Linked DNA regions of Mus musculus: region 2 is linked to region 1. Evidence: chromatin contacts called from public Hi-C data. All regions are on one chromosome and are shown on one strand. The core of a region is the stretch at or near the end of the contact, and the rest is flanking DNA. Distances in the headings are between cores, read along the strand shown.

Evidence for each region. Hi-C and Micro-C count contacts between places; a contact is called where the count stands out from the background.
Region 2: a Hi-C map of epidermal suprabasal cells shows a contact between it and region 1, with 2.4 times the contacts expected there. The contact joins two enhancer-like sites. A contact is called at or near these places in 1 of 15 datasets of contacts at CTCF or cohesin (CD8 T cells), 6 of 484 Hi-C or Micro-C datasets (the G1E-ER4 cell line, the HPC-7 cell line, bone marrow-derived macrophages and 3 more) and 1 of 115 datasets of contacts at active chromatin or transcription factors (fibro-adipogenic progenitors).

Annotation. Positions count from the first base shown.
Region 1 is chr2:79,527,306-79,530,902 of GRCm38.p6, forward strand. No RefSeq gene overlaps it. Among named protein-coding and RNA genes, the nearest start is that of Gm39867, 21 kb to the right of the region's middle. Within about 2 kb of position 2,081, at least 16 of the 459 cell types and tissues checked have an H3K27ac peak or open chromatin away from gene starts, as enhancers often do. A contact at or near this core is called in epidermal suprabasal cells, where this site is marked.
Region 2 is chr2:79,602,921-79,606,393 of GRCm38.p6, forward strand. It overlaps a transcript of Itprid2 not described here. Among named protein-coding and RNA genes, the nearest start is that of Gm46751, 30 kb to the right of the region's middle. Within about 2 kb of position 2,106, at least 9 of the 459 cell types and tissues checked have an H3K27ac peak or open chromatin away from gene starts, as enhancers often do. A contact at or near this core is called in epidermal suprabasal cells, where this site is marked.

The DNA.
Region 1 (3,597 bases), core at 831-3,330:
TTAATTATTGTTATTTGTTTCAATTATGTTTCTTATCTGCTTCTATTTTGTTCTTAATGAAAGCCTGTATGAATTGCTTTTGTAAGACTTGGAAAGTCAAGAAGTGAGACATGTTGCTGCAATTAGCCTAAAATCCAATGGGATTCATTGTTGACATGAAAGGGGCTTTGCCCTTTCTAAAGAAAAGAAAACAAATTTGTGCTGATCCCTTTAGTTTGCAGGAACCTAAAGAAAAGCTTGACTTTGAAGACACTCACGCTTATCCGTTTAAATTTCTATCTCTGCAATTTCCTTACGATGTATTTTATCTGATACACCAGAGAAAATTCTCAACATTTGCAACAGGATAAAAAGCCGGCATGCTAGTGCACTTGACTAAATCCTTTGTCTAAACTGGAATACAATAGAGCAATTGAAGGCTCTCATATTTGGGCTCAGACTGGAGAGCTAAAACCTTGTTGGGGGAGGGGAAATCTCATCTGTTTTCTGTAGATTAAACATTCATTACTCCTATTGTGAGACCAGAACAACAAAATCATTGCTCTGTCAGTTACCTACAAGTCCCTTAATTGAAATGCCTTTCTTATCCCATGTATAAAAACGGCCACCCAAGCAAAATGAAACTTTGCCTCCTTAGAAGATATAGGAGTTCCATTGGCTTAGGAACAAAGTTGTATATCTATAGGTGTCATTATAAATGAAACGGAAAAGTTTTGTGTTAATTTTTTTTTCATCAAGATGACAGTGGATTTGTACAAACCGCCAGGCAGTTTGTATCTCAAGGGTAGACTACTTACTTACAAGACTGAATTCTTCTAGCATCACAGAATCTGTTAGTGATGAGACATGTAAGAATGATTTTGTCAAAACAAAGTCAATCTGTAATGGCTTTTGAGACCATCTCGTGCTAATGTACTTCTGGTAACTGCCAGATTCTCTCCTTCTTTGGCATACCTGTAATACATCAGCAGTTCCTTTACCTCAGTATCAACTGACTTTCAAAATGCCTAGCCTCATTATGCTTGTCCGCAGTGTCCCAGTTGTGGTTACTAACGTCATAGCTCCTTTGAAAATGCAAGGATGTGTCCACGCTTCTGAAAACTGCTGGCCACACGCACCTTCTCAGTCAGGTTAACTGCAGCCAGAAGCGGCGGCAAAGACACTAATGAAGCCCATTCCATTGATCCCGGCGTTCTCTCCCCACACAGTGACTCGGTCTCTGAACTGGAGATGGGTTTCAGCAGGAAGGGATTGCAGCATCCCTGAGCAGCGGGCCATAATTATAATTACAGGTGTGGCAGGCAAAGACAGCAGGAGAGGGTGAGCTCATAAGAAACAAAGATTCGCTCTGCTGGATCATCTATCTTCACTGGAGAACAAAGAGCAGACGCATAAATAAGGGAGTTACCATGTAAACAAATTGAGCAACCACCAACACACAACAGAGTGCGTGTTCCTCAGCCAATGTATACACGCCTCTGTTACAGGAAGCTCTTGCCTGTTCCCTGGTAGAGGTGAGTGCTGCCTTTCTGTTCCCTCGCAACCTTCAGTGGGTGGGCAGGGGCCGATTGCGATTCCATAAGAGCAATGAAGCTATGCTCCTCCAGTTTTTCATCACCTCCCCTTACTCCAGTCTGTTCTCACAATCATCACAAGAGGACAACACGAGCAATGACCTTGAACGAGAATGTTCAGGCCTCTGCAGCTGCCTCAGCTAGAAAGAGGACAGGCAAACCATTCTTGTTCCTTTTAGAGTCGGATGCTAGGATGATAGACGTTGCTGCTACTTTTCTGTAGGCAGCTCTCTGAAAGGCCAGCAGCAGATCCCGTTGGGTTTTAAGCTAATTGGATAGAGCAACATGCTTTTACTTCTTGACTTTCAGATTTTCACAAAAGCACTTTGCAGGGCTAGGAGCCAGTTTTCTACTGGAAAAGCAAATCAAAGGAGTGCTGCAATTATGCAAATGGTTAAGAAAAAAATTTTTCTGCAACTGAATCCCTTGTTTGCCTACCTTTAGGCAGGGCAATTATACCCCTATCTCATTTGCTGCTGTGCCCTCAACAATTGGTTTGCCTTTAGCTGGATGAAGGACAATGCTGAGGTTCCCCAGGGACGGTGTTCTGACACAGCCAGAGGAAGATCACGAAGTGGATTAGAGGGTTTTTCAGGCAGTCAAGCTTTTGATCTAGTATTTGTGAGCTAAGTAGAGAGATAGAAAGGAGACTTAAAGAGTGACAGTGATGTTCTTTGCTCTGTCCTCAAATCTTTCTATTGTTGTGCCTTAATGAAAGTCTTAAAGCAAAATAATTTCCTCCATATCAAGAATTTGCCTCCGATGTCGTGCTACTAACAGGAGGGTGACAGCTGCCTGAAGGATATCACCTTTGTTAGAGATATGGAAAGGTTTACTTACAACATGGCTCATTCTTAGGATTCTGTGTGGGAGTGGTGAAAGCAGTCAAAGTAATAGACATACAATAATCTTATTTCTAGTGTTTTGCTGCATAGAAAATTGCATTCGTTTACCAATCTGCATATATTAGTTTGGTTATTGGGAGCTTTGAGGTCAGAGGAGAAAGTTCAGTCCTTGTCAAATGTGCCTTGATCAAAGGAATCTACAGGAAGCAGAGCCTTGGCTTCATCAGGAAAAGAATGGCTGTATTATCCCTTCTAGGGAGTGTAGAAAGGCAAAAGAGAGGAACAAGACCTTTGACAGCTACTACAGAATAGAGTCACTGGCTGGCTCACCCCTTTATATAGTGACCTCTGTTGTTTTCCAGCAAAAAACCAGCATTGTGGTTACAGTTTGCTGGGGGCTACCCAGAAAAAGAACTAAGGCCTGGTCTTGGTGAGAAACACCCTTACAAATCTGAGGCTGGAATGCATGTTACATAGAGCTACAGGCCTACACTCCCAGAGCTACAGGGACATCACATCTTCTTGGAATGTCAAGGCTCTGGGGACCTCAATATATCCAAGTCTTCTTATGGACAGACATAGGCTTCTTTGAGATGTGTGTGTGTGTGTGTGTGTGGTGTAGTGAGTGTGTGTTTCCTACTAGTTACCTGGTGACTTCAAATGCACAAACAAAATGCCTTATAAAACCAACCATAAGCATGCACACTCATCTCCCATCCTGGAGCAATCAGGAAAAAAATGGATGATGGTTTTGGGAAAGTGAATGGGGGTAAGGTGATCCAGGAGGGAAGGGTTGTGAAGGTGAGAAGAAAGGACAGTGGGGTGGGATGCCAAGATTGTAGGGCTGGGATTTACAGTACAGGAGGAATCTGATGCAGAGATGCCTATGACCCACAGCTAAAGACCTGGTAACCTTTGGGATTCATGTGGAGTGATGGATTTTTTTCCTACAGCAATCAGAGTTTGACCTAGCAGAGTAAAGCTAGATTTGGCATACACAGGCACAAAGAATTAAGCAAAATATCTTAGAAGGTCTCAGGATATAGTTTAATAGTCATTCAAGCACTTGGCTAGCATACTTGAGGCCCTGGGTTCAGCAATCAGTGCCAGGGTTGGGGTAGTGGTAGTTCTAGAAGAAAAGACGGTCTGGATGAGACACAGTACACATTAATTGGAAA
Region 2 (3,473 bases), core at 856-3,355, 76 kb after region 1:
TCAACTAAAAGTATCCATTGCAGTACGGTCTTAAAAACAAACTTCCACTGTTTTCCAATTGTGTACTATCTAATTTCTTACTCCATAGATTTCCCGTTCTGTGTTCTTCATACAAATGGAGTTAAGATTTTTACCTTCCCTAGTGGTTTCAAAGACCACTGAGCCCCCCTCACTGTTCTGCCTCTGCCTTCCAGCACTAAGATTAGGGTGACTGCTGCCACACCAGGCTTTTTACGTGAGTTCTGGGGATCAAAACTTAGATCTTCCTGCTTGACCAGCAAGAGCTTCACCAACTGAGCCATCTCTTCCCCCTTGAACTTTTGTGTGTTTATAAGAGTATAATTTCTGAAGGCACAGCTTTGGTCCCACTCAACGTATTTTTATCAAAGGTATACCTTTTTCCCCCAGACCATAATCTGTAGACCATGCTGTGGTTCAGAGTTTACACCAGGGGGTTCCTGGCTTGAATAATTGAGGACGGCCAGGCTCCCATGATTTATGCTAACTATATTTTGACATGTGGAATGGAGTGAACACTGCCACTGGGATGGTTTCATTTCAGAGAACTATACGCTGAGGAATCCAGATGGCTTATGAACATGTACTTTGAACATCATCAGTTATGACACATTGGGTGTGTACAGTGTGGTCAGCTCATCATTTATGCCATATACGGCTCTGGCAATTTAATGACTCACTATGGTTAACATCAGAAAATCAGATGTTGTTGCCCGTGTACTATGATGCTACTAAATGCTAACATTTAAGAATATCTGCTTACTTTGAAGATACAGGCCATTTTACACTTTGTTTTTGTTTTTGTTTTTTTTTTTTGTTGTTGTTGTTGTTCTGTTTTGGTTTTTTTGTAAATAGCCTTACTTTTCTGAAGCAGTATCTGGAAAACCTATGCCCAGTTTCTCTCATGATTGTAGTCTCTCGTTCAGACTGCTCTGGTAGTTGTCTAGTGATATGTGAAAGCAAGATGATAGAACACCTTCCCTATTTAGAATGAGGACACTCCAGAATGGCTCAAGTGTTCATAGTTATCAGGTATTCCGTAGGTTCACAGACACTCGCTCTCTGTACTGGGGTAAACAAGGCAGGCATCCATTAGCTTAACCAGCTCCAAGTGGGGCTGATGGCAAAGAAATGTGCTACGGAGCCGTGTACATAGTCCAACAGTTTAAATGGCTTGAAGCTGAAGCTGGAGGATGAGGGGTTTGAGGGAAACCTGGCCCTCGTGGTAAGAGCCTGTCTACAAAGCAAAGACCATTATGGTACTCTGGGGTTATAGAACACTCTCTTGCCCTTTATCACACCCTTCCTCCGTTTGACTCACTAATGGAGGTGAGTCCCTCTTCCCATCTTAGACTAGCACTAAGACTGTTTTCTTAGCCAGTTGTAGCTGTGCACATTTGGAAACCGATGCAGGAGGGCTACAAGTTTGAGGCCAGTCTGTTTGTACATCATAGCAAAATTCCCTCTGAATTAAAGTAAAAATAGGCTAAAGGTATTGTTTGGTGCTAACATGCTCGCAGGGCATGTGTGAGGCCCTGAGGTTAATCTGCAGCACCACAGAAAACAAACAAAGCACCCACTATTTTCTGTTGCTTAATATTTATTATGCCATATTTTCCACATGGCATTGTAAGTGTGTCCCTTGGTTGCCTGTAGCTAATTCTCCATAAATTGACACAGAAGTATTATGAGTATGGCTTGAAACAGTTTCTCATGAATACTGTAATGATTGGGGGGGGGGTTCAACTTTGTTTCTGTTTTGGAGTTTTCCATTTTGTGTGTTTAGAAAAAGTTTTAACGTAAGTTTTGTGTGGATTAAGAAAATGAAAAGATGAGTGGGAAGAAAAGAAGATGTGTTATTCCTACCTGAGGTTTTTTTTTTTTTTTTCCTTCAGTTTTGCCTACCCTGTGATAAGGTATGGAATTTACTTAAAATCAAACCTAGACAACATTGTTTTGAGTCCTAATGGCCCTTTCCTTTAAATGTTGCTGAACTGCCAGTGTCAAAAGGGAGTTACCAGCTTACGTGGTGCCAAGTAGCGAAGGTGGGGCTGCATGGGAATGAGGTTTTGATTAATCAGGTTGTACAATATTACGCTGAGACATGTTGGGAAAGCAATTCAAAATAACGTGTACGCCATATGAAATCACAGGCTAGTGTACACTTTAACAATCTGAGATCACTTGCTATATCCTCTTGGATGTTTATACAGAAATAATGTTAGAGAACATGAGATCTATGTGTGGTATATATATAGGTTTTCATCTAATATTTATGAGCCAAGAAAGAGAGTACAAATCAAGGCCCACATACAATATATGGACTTATTTATCATGATAAATACCTTTAAATGAAATACTTTCTGTTCTTAACACTTCTACCTCAAAAAATGTAGCTCAGAAAATCTTCCAACTTAAGGGTTTTTGGTACATTTGGAGCTCTGTGCTTAAAAAATAGGGCTGTTCAGAGAGCTTGCTCCAAGACCTACAACCTTTCCCCTGCTTCTATGCTGCCCTGTGGCCTTCCTCAAAAGCAAGAGGTCTCAAGCCAGGCGTGATGGTGCACACCTTTAATCCCAGCACTTGGGAGGCAGAGGCAGTCGGATTTCTGAGTTCGAGGCCAGCCTGGTCTACAGAGTGAGTTCCTGGACAGCCAGGGCTACACAGAGAAACCCTGTTTTTTGTGTATTTTGTTTCAATTGTTTAGATATCCATGATCATCTAAATGTTGTGATGAGTAACCCCAAATATGTACATTTTGCATTCTGGAATCATTCACTCTTCCACTCTTCCATCCCCATTAGGTAATACAATGTGATATATATATATATGTGTGTGTGTGTGTGTGTGTGTGTATGTGTGTGTGTAATATCTGTGTATATGTATATATTATATATGTGTGTATATATTTATATGTACATATATGTGTGTGTATGCAATAGAATTTGGCATAGTTCAGGCATGTGTATATATCTGTGTATACTTGAATATGCAAACACCTACCCCTACACTTCAGGCAAATGTGTTTTTAGTCTTCATGCTTGAGCAAATCTTTCTGCCTTCTATTTGATCAAACCCAAAGACCCTGTGATATGCTCAACAGAATAGTGAGTAGCACTCCTCACATACTCTTCTTTACTTTCTGTGGTTACCTGAAGTCTCACAGTTTCCTGTCAAACATTCCTGAGCTTCTTTCCTAGGTCAGTCTGAGGTGTGGATTGTTCAGTGTGTGTGAAGCACTACAAACCCTGCCGGATGCCCAGCTGGCAACAGTTGCAGGAAGTCTTAGTCGACCCTGGACATGTGACCAGGAATGGCCACTTTGAGACCTCTTGCTTTTTTTTTTTTTTTTTTTTTGGTTTGGTTTTATTATACCATATTTTCCACATGGCATTGTAAGTGTTATTTTTACTTATGAGCATAAAAGTTTTGAGATAATATTTCAGCTAGTGTCT